Regions from separate parts of the Mus musculus genome. Here region 1 is linked to region 2. Evidence: chromatin contacts called from public Hi-C data. All regions are on one chromosome and are shown on one strand. The core of a region is the stretch at or near the end of the contact, and the rest is flanking DNA. Distances in the headings are between cores, read along the strand shown.

Region 1 (4,114 bases), core at 642-3,141, 270 kb before region 2:
TACCATGACTTAGAAGAGTGGTTCTAAAACTTGTTCTTCCTCTGTTGGATTGCGGAGTCCTGCTGTTGTCTGCTTCTGTGTCTGCCTCCTCTCGGCATTCCCCTGCTCCAGTTGTGGGTGGCTGATGGAAGCAGGAGCAATGCTTTCCTAGGAAGTTTGGAAGAGACAGGGTGGGGTGTGCGTGGCGGATTGTGAAAGTTGATCTGCCTCATTTTCTGGATTATTACACTGTACTGTGATAACCTTCTCAGGTACTAGGTCAGACGTGTTAGAGTAAAAGAAAAGTGAACATTAAGCATCCAGTAGGTTGAGGCATCTTGCCCTCCTTCAGTATCCTGCCTCCTGGCTCTGTTCTTGAGGGTCATAGGCTTTCTACTTGAGCTAGTTCTAGCTGGGTGGTGTGTGTGAGCTGCAGCCAACTGCTGCACAGTGCCTGTGCCTCCAAGGCTCAGACTGCTTGTGTGACACACTGATCATGTCTCTCAGCTCCGGAGCCTGTTGCGCACCATACTGTCCTGCTAGTGGTTGGGAAGTCAGTCATAGCATCAGTCATAGCATTGCTAGCAGGTCCCTGTTTGGCCAGGGGCGTTTTCTGTCACCTTTTGACCTTCTATAATATGCCTGTTACTCCTCTTTTGGTCCCACTTGACTGTAATAATACTGCACAGGATATAGAGAATAGTAGACAGATAGGGAGACGGCATGGGAAGGAACTATGCAACTCTCCTGATGACTGACCTGACTCTGCGTAAGTGGGATGTCATAAAGCCATGTTGCGTGTTCTTTGTGTTTCTTTTGTAAATTAAAATCATGAACATATTGTTATTGTACATATGCATATTTCTATGAATGAATGAAGTCTGTTTAAACATTTCATTATTCTTATGTGAGAATATGATATTTGGGTATGTGGGGTGTGCTGTGGGGTGAGCCATGGCGCATGTGTGGAAGTTGGGACAGGTTTGTGAAGTCGGTTCTGTCCTAACCCTTTATGCGTGTTCCAGAGACAGACAACAGCCACCAGGCTTCTGCAGTAACCACTCTTAGCTGCTGAGTCAAATCATTGGCCCTATTACTGTACATTAATTATACATAATAATAGACTTCTCTGTGACTTTTGTCTTTTCGTTAGCCACAGGTTTGATTGAGATATTCCTTTCATATAGATCATATGTTCTTATTGCCCGCCCTCTGCCTCCCACGGTGCTTGTCTCCCTCCTACCCTCAGAGTGGTCCTTTCAGGTTCCATACTGCTACCCTCTCTCGTTCTTAAGTGTGCTCCCTGGATGTGGCTTCTTCCATTGCGAATGATTTGGGGTAGCATTCCTGCTGTTCATTGAGTAGATGTTCTTGCATACATCGGTACTTACTTTTATTTCAAAGCAGTGTTCTATTGCGTAAGTACCCAGTTCCTCCTAGTGAGCATATAGGCTTAAAAATGGTGACGTCCATACAGATAAAGCTAAGAAAACCCAGTGGAACAAGGCTTTTTGTGGACATGCCTTTTTTGTTTCTTTGGGGCAAAATATCTCAAGAATGAAAGTTGTTGCTTCACAGGGCAAATGTACATTTAACTTTATAAGACACTTCCTAGCAGTCTTCGGAGAGACCAGCTCAGTCCTTACCCTTGGGCAGGACAGAGCAGGCTCCTGGCCCCGCCTCCTAGTGTGGTCCTCTCGGCCTCTCCTGCTTATTTTTAGCAGTGCTACTGGGTATAAAAATAGTCCCTTTATTTTGAATTTAGTTTGTATTTTCCTCTTGCCTGAGAGTGACAAGTACCTTGTCGTGTGTTTACAGGCTATTTAGAACCTTTCCTTTGATTTGCAGGAGACCGCTTCCTGTTTTACATGCTGGTGGCTGGCTTTTTCAATTGCTGAGAGATTTCCATCACCAGAGCTGCCCCTGGCCCCTATCCCATGAGGGTTCTTCCTGTGTCCCACTGTGGCCTTATTTGCTTCTCTATACTCGCTTCCCAGAAATTTATCTTGGCTTTCTTATTATCTCCATCCCCCAGTTTTCCCTAGCTGAAAGCCTCCAGTACCTTGGGAAAATTGCATCAGCATGTGTGTGTGTGTGTGTGTGTGTGTGTGTGTGTGTGTGTGTGTGTGTGTGCGCGCGCGCACAAGCTACCTTTCACAGCTGAACTGATTTCTCATTAGCTTTTGTCTAGGACAGATTCCTTTCCTCCCTTTCTTTCAATCAGGGCATAGCAACTGGGGTCCTCTTTTCTTTTAAAGTAGGTTTGTCCCTTATTAAAGTTGGCTTAGGATAGATAATTGTGACCTCTGGGCCAATGGGTTTTAGGAATGATGATTATGTGGCATAACCACCTGTGTTGGTTGTTATAGGAGAATGGTGATCTCATGGCTTTTCTATTTTTATTTTTTTCTCTTTATTACTTTATAATCACGTACATGAGTGTTTTGCCTCCATGTATGTCTATGCACCACATGAATGTCATGACTGTGGAAGCCATAAGAAGGAATTTCCTAGGCTGGAATGATGGCTGTGAGCGACCATGTGAGAGCCAAGGTTAGAATGCAGGTCCTGTAGAGCAGCCAGTGCTCATAACTGCTGAGCCATCGATCCGGCACCTTCCTAATTTTATCTTGCAGTTAAGTGCACATGTGTGTCTGTGTGACGGTGTGACCATATGATCGCAGGCACCAATGGAGTCAGAAGAAGCCGTCAGACTCCCTGGAGCTAGAGTTATAGGTGATTGCATAATTGCAGGCTACCTAATTATGCATGCCAGGAATTGCATTTGTATCATTTGTAAGAGCACTACATGCCTTAAGCTGCTGAGCCATCTCTCTAGCCCAAGCTTTACATTTTTTTATTTTTTTAAAAAATAAAAAATGTGTGTGTGTGTGTGTTTGTGTGAGCGTGAGTGTACGCGTGCTTACCAAAGCACATGTATGATGGTCAGAGGACAACTTGAAGTTGGTTTTTTCCTTCCATTTGTGGGTCCTGGACATCAAATTCATGTCACCAGACTTGCTGGCAAGCACCTTTACCCAGGGAGCCATCTTGCCATCCAAAGGTCTGTGTTTTTGAAGTTGCCCTTCCTACAACTGACTACCATAGGTTGTGCTTCTTCTGTGCTCCCTATCCATTTTATTTCGGGTTGCCTGCACACGCTTCAGTGTTGTATTTATTTCCTGTATAGCTTTTCTCTATGCACCCTTAACACTCGAGACACATGTGCCGTTGTGTCAAGGGGACCTGACAGTAGCATAGTCCCATGTGCATCCTTCCTTGGTGCTCTTAGGTCGGTTAGATTTTCTCTGTAGATTAACATGCACATATGCTCGTCATTCTCTTCCCTAGAGACTTCTGCTGTGTGCACTTCTCCTCAGCTCGAGCGGAGGCTCCCTTCACTATTTCTTGTAATGCAGTTCTACACAGGGACAGGGAGCCAACTTGGGGGTTATTTGCTTTTGGTTTAGGAATTCTGAGTTGGCTAGATTTCTTTCTCTAAGGGTGACTCTCCATTTCCCTGCCCTCCATTGTGTGTGGTAAAAGTCTGTCCTCATGCCGTCCATTCGTTCCCACACCTCTAATGGCTTTCACTATTGCTGTAGGAAGGTGGTTCTCATTATCTTGGTATCACTGTTTTATCTATGATGTGGCTTGATGTATGTTTTAAAAATAATTATCTCTGTCTTTTTTTCCCCCAGCATTGAAAGTTGTCTGTCATTTCTTCAAATATTTTTCTGCATCACATTCTCTTTGTGGAACTTGTTACATGTTAAATTAGTTGGTATTTTTCTACATCTCACTACAACTTTGTTCTTTGTTGTTGATACATTGTTTATTTAATGTCTTAGCTGAAATAGAATTGTATCACTTTTCCCCATTCTTTCCTCACAGCCCCCCCATCCCCTCTCAAGGGGGACGTGGTAGTCTCACTCTCTCTCTCTCTCTCTCTCTCTAATACACACATATTTACATAACTACAACCCATCAGACCCATTTTGTTGATGATGTGCTTGTAGGTTTCAAGGTTGATCACTGCATTGGCCAACAGATAAGGGGCATTCCCAAGAGGGGCTAATTCCCCTTCTCTCAAATTGCCTGCGGTTCTTTGTTTATGGTGAGACCTCGTGAACTT
Region 2 (4,438 bases), core at 725-3,224:
CTCAGCTATTAAAAAGAATGAATTTATGAAATTCCTAGGCAAATGGATGGACCTGGAGGGCATCAACCTGAGTGAGGTAACCCAATCACAAAAGAACTCACACAATATGTACTCACTGATAAGTGGATATTAGCCCAGAAACTTAGAATACCCAAGATATAAGATATAATTTGCTAAACACATGAAACTCAAGAAGAACGAAGACCAAAGTGTGGACACTTTGCCCCTTCTTAGAATTGGGAACAAAACACCCATGGAAGTTGTTACAGAGACACAGTTTGGAGCTGAGACGAAAGGATAGACCATCTAGAGACTGCCATATCTAGTGATCCATCCCATAATCAGCCTCCAAATGCTGACACCATTGCATACACTAGCAAGATTTTGCTGAAAGGACCCAGATATTGCTGTCTCTTGTGAGACTATGCCCGGGCCTAGCAAACACAGAAGTGGATGCTCAGAGTCAGCTATTGGATGGATCACAGGGCCCCCAATGAAGGAGCTAGAGAAAGTAACTAAGGAGCTAAAGGGATCTGCAACCCTATAGGTAGAACAACAATATGAACTACCCAGTAACCCCCAGAGCTCGTGTCTCTAGCTGCATATGTATCAGAAGACGGCCTAGTCGGCCATCAGTGGAAAGAGAGGCCCATAGGTTGTGCAAACTTTATCTGCCTCAGTACAGGGGAACTCCAAGGCCAAGAAGTGGGAGTGGGTGGGAGAGTGGGTGGGAGACTTTTGGGATAGCATTGGAAATGTAAATAAAATAAATACCAAAATAAAAAAAAAGAAAGTAAAAGAAAAAAGACTTAAAAAGAGAGATGTGGTGGCGCACACTGATAATTCAGATCTCAGGAGGCTGAGGCAGGAAGACTACTTTGAGTTTGAGGTCAGCTTGAAGTACATAGTGAGTTTCAAGCATGCCTTGCCTGACAGATCCTGTCTTAGAAAGGTTGGCAGGGGAGGGGGGAACTATTACTGAGGTTTAGTAATTTGATTGTGTTGTATTTTGGATGGTTTTCTTGGAGATGACTTTGCTTAGCTTTTTAAAAAAAATTAAATGTAGAAATGTTTTGACTATTATTTCTTTTTTTAAAGATTTATTTATTTATTATTATATGTAAGTACACTGTAGCTGTCTTCAGACACTCCAGAAGAGGGAGTCAGATCTCATTACAGATGGTTGTGAGCCACCATGTGGTTGCTGGGAATTGAACTCAGGACCTTTGGAAGAGCAGTCAGTGCTCTTAACCACTGAGCCATCTCACCAGCCCCATTGGCTATTATTTCTTAAATACTCCATTTATTCTAGTCTTTTCCTTGCAAATGAAAATGTATTTGAATTGTCTTCATTGCTACTGATACCACCACTCATTCTTATTTTCAGTTTTCTTTTTTTCTGTGACTTATTTGTATGGCAAATATGAGAGTCTGAGATCACTGTTTTACTCCAGAAGTATCTATCATCCAAGATGGTTTCAAACTTATTAGCATAGTTATTTTTTCTTCCAAGTTTTACTTCTGTTTCTCCTTCATGCATATGTATGCTGGTGGGGGTGCACATGTGCATATGTGAGTAGAGGTCATTGGTCAGCCTTGGGTGTTGTTTCTTAAGAGCCATCCATTCACTTTGTTTTTCTTTGGGACCTGTGGCTCACCTGTTAGGCTAGGCTGACTGTCATCCACTAAGCCTCAGGGATCCGCTTGTTTATGCCTCCTCAGCTCTGGGATTAGGAATGTGAGCACCATGCCTAGCCTTTTACTTGGGTGGTGGGGATCAAATTCAGGTCCTTATGCTTACAAAATAAGCACTTTACCAACTCCTGAATCCGTATCTTTCCAAGCATACTAAATTTCTTTGTAATCATGTTTTTTAAAATGTGTAGGAGATGGAGCCTGTATGTGTATGATTATATTTGTGGGTATGCTGGTGCTTATGTGCATGCTGGCTGGGCAGCAAGCATATACACATGGATGCTGGATCTTAACAGTTTGACATTTTTGAGGAAGGATTATCATATCAAGTGAGTCAGATGTTTTAAGCTTATGCAATGATTAATTCCATAAAATAAAAAATACTGTGTTAAACAAAAAGGAAGCAAAAGCCTAGAAAAGGATCCATGTGCATATAGACATTTGCTTTAGGACAGAAATTATAACAGCAGAGTAAAGAATTGTTCAGTAACTAAAAATGAAATAATTGATAATCTATTTGGAAAAAGAAGTACCTTATTTTCTTATTTTCTACAATGCAGAAAGCAAAGACAGATTATTCATTTTTAATTAGAAGGCAAAACTATAAAACAGTTGGAAGCTTCTATAGGAAAATATAGAGATAATTTTAATACATTTAGCAGACAAAAGGGCCAAATCCAAAGATTCAGAGCACTCTTGTCAATCATGGACAGTTCAGTGAAAGAAGGAAAAGAGACTTGGACAAGCACCCCATAAAGAAAATCTAAATATTTACAAAGCAGGCAAAGAGATTCTTAGCCTATTACTAATCAAGAAAATACCGCAAAGAGTCTGTGATAACTGTAGTAGAGGAACTGAGATTTAAGTGATTAGTAATACTTGTTTTGAAGGATACTTAGTTATGAGAACTCACTAAAGACTGAGTTACTGTGTATTACTACCAAAATAATCAGGAAAATGGTCTCCTTTTGAGGTAAAGGAGGGTTGACTGTTGAGAAAGGTACTGATGTCTTAGGAATACTGATGCTCTTAAGGGTTTGTTTGTTTTTTTAACTTTTTTATTGGTTCCATTTACCCTAATCCCACTCATCTACCTCATCCCCGTACCTGCCCTTTACTTTTGCAATCTTCCCCACAACAGAGAATAAAACAAAAAACAACAACAAAAAAACTCCATCTCGTTGTGGAAGCAATTTCTTTGCTTGCAAATGCTCATTGCAGTGATTTATTGGTCTGGTTTACTCTATTCATACTGGAACCTCAAAGGAACTCTTCTTGTATATTCTTTCTTGCCCTGTGTCATGGAGATCCTCTAGTTTTGGATTTTTAGGACCAGTACTCCAGCATTTAAATTGATAGGATAGATGCTGAGGTGGGCCAATTAAAAGAACCTGAGCTCATCAGCTTGTTGGATCTGCTTCCACAACCTCTGGGCCAGCTCACCAGCACCACCACCCCAACCCCCCTGAAACCAGGATCAGCCCTACTCTGCTGCCCAGGCAAGGTGCGGAGCCTGCTCTTCCAAGTGTTGCAGATAGTGAAGGACATGGCCAATTTTCCCATTCTAATGACCCTGGGGCCAGCTCTCCATGTGCCATAGATCACCAGTGAGGAAGGGGAGGAAAACAGCTTTTCCTCACCTGGCACAGCAGACTAGAGGTCTGGATTTGCCCAATTGTCATACATGTTTTTGGGGTGTTTTAAGCTAGGCTAGGCTAGGCTGGGCTGTGGTCTTCAAAGGTCAGATAAACATTTTTTACTTAGTTTCAATTGATGATGGGATTTTTCAGGATTTAGTCCCTTGTAAGTTGAGTGTTTGTGTTTAGAGAATCCAATATAATTGTGCTTAGTTGCAATAAGTTTTCTAATGATAATAAGTTACTTTGGAATATATTAATAAAAGAAAGAAGTAGGACATTGCCGACTCCTTGCCAGGAGGTCCAGACGAGAGGTCCTGGTCCCACTGGGGTTTCTCCAGGGCTGAGGGGGATGTCGAATGTTGACAGCCCAAAAGAAAGACCGAACTGGGAGTCTTGTAGAAGCAGAAACTTAACTTCATGGCATCAGTCTCTTGTTTATATAAGTTCTGAACATAGGGAGGGGGATTTTTGGTGGGGTAAGATAGCATAGGAGGTGGGGAAGGGTGACAGGGTATGGAGTGACTGACAGGACCAATGGCAAAGCTCTACGTCAGCAATGGTAGGGCAGAGGCAGGGCTAAAAAGTTTTGCTGAGTCACCCGATTCAGAAGTGATTGAGACAGGTCTCAAAATTCGAGCCAGGCTTGGGTTTGTCTTCAAGGCCCAAACCAGGGCCAAAATGGGGCTCAACAGGATATTAACTAAGAGTGATGGTCCATGTCTATAATCCCAGCAGTGGGGCTCAGGAGGGAAGCTCAGATCAGTCTTGGTTATTTAGAAAGCCTGGCACTGCTTAAAACAAAACTGAGTGGAACACCTCTATCCTGAAAACTACAAACCTCTATTGTAGTATGTCACTGAAAGAGATTTTAAAAACATCAGATAGATGCAGTAATATACTACATATGAGCTGGTATTATGGTCAATGTTAAAATTATATCACTTTCAGTGATCAACAGATTCAACACAATTCAAAAAAATCCCAGCTAGCCTCTATGCCCCCATTATATAAGCTCTCAAAAGTGTTTAAAGTGTTTTCATAATTTTTATGTTAATTAAATAGTAATGTAATTTTTAGTATTTACTTATACACAATATGAATCT

The links. A called contact is a pair of places that touch in the nucleus more often than the background predicts.
Region 1: a Hi-C map of bone marrow-derived macrophages shows a contact between it and region 2, with 19 read pairs. The contact joins two enhancer-like sites. A contact is called at or near these places in 1 of 15 datasets of contacts at CTCF or cohesin (the NIH/3T3 cell line), 12 of 484 Hi-C or Micro-C datasets (B cells, CD8 T cells, Sertoli cells and 8 more), 3 of 115 datasets of contacts at active chromatin or transcription factors (embryonic stem cells, epiblast stem cells and microglia) and 3 of 9 other capture datasets (adipose tissue, liver and pancreatic islet).

Annotation. Positions count from the first base shown.
Region 1 is chr7:67,611,933-67,616,046 of GRCm38.p6, reverse strand. The region is part of intron 5 of Lrrc28 (leucine rich repeat containing 28); the gene reads left to right. Among named protein-coding and RNA genes, the nearest start is that of Lrrc28, 31 kb to the left of the region's middle. Within about 2 kb of position 1,891, at least 41 of the 459 cell types and tissues checked have an H3K27ac peak or open chromatin away from gene starts, as enhancers often do. A contact at or near this core is called in bone marrow-derived macrophages, where this site is marked.
Region 2 is chr7:67,341,742-67,346,179 of GRCm38.p6, reverse strand. The region is part of intron 2 of Mef2a (myocyte enhancer factor 2A); the gene reads left to right. Among named protein-coding and RNA genes, the nearest start is that of Mef2a, 29 kb to the left of the region's middle. Within about 2 kb of position 1,974, at least 4 of the 459 cell types and tissues checked have an H3K27ac peak or open chromatin away from gene starts, as enhancers often do. A contact at or near this core is called in bone marrow-derived macrophages, where this site is marked.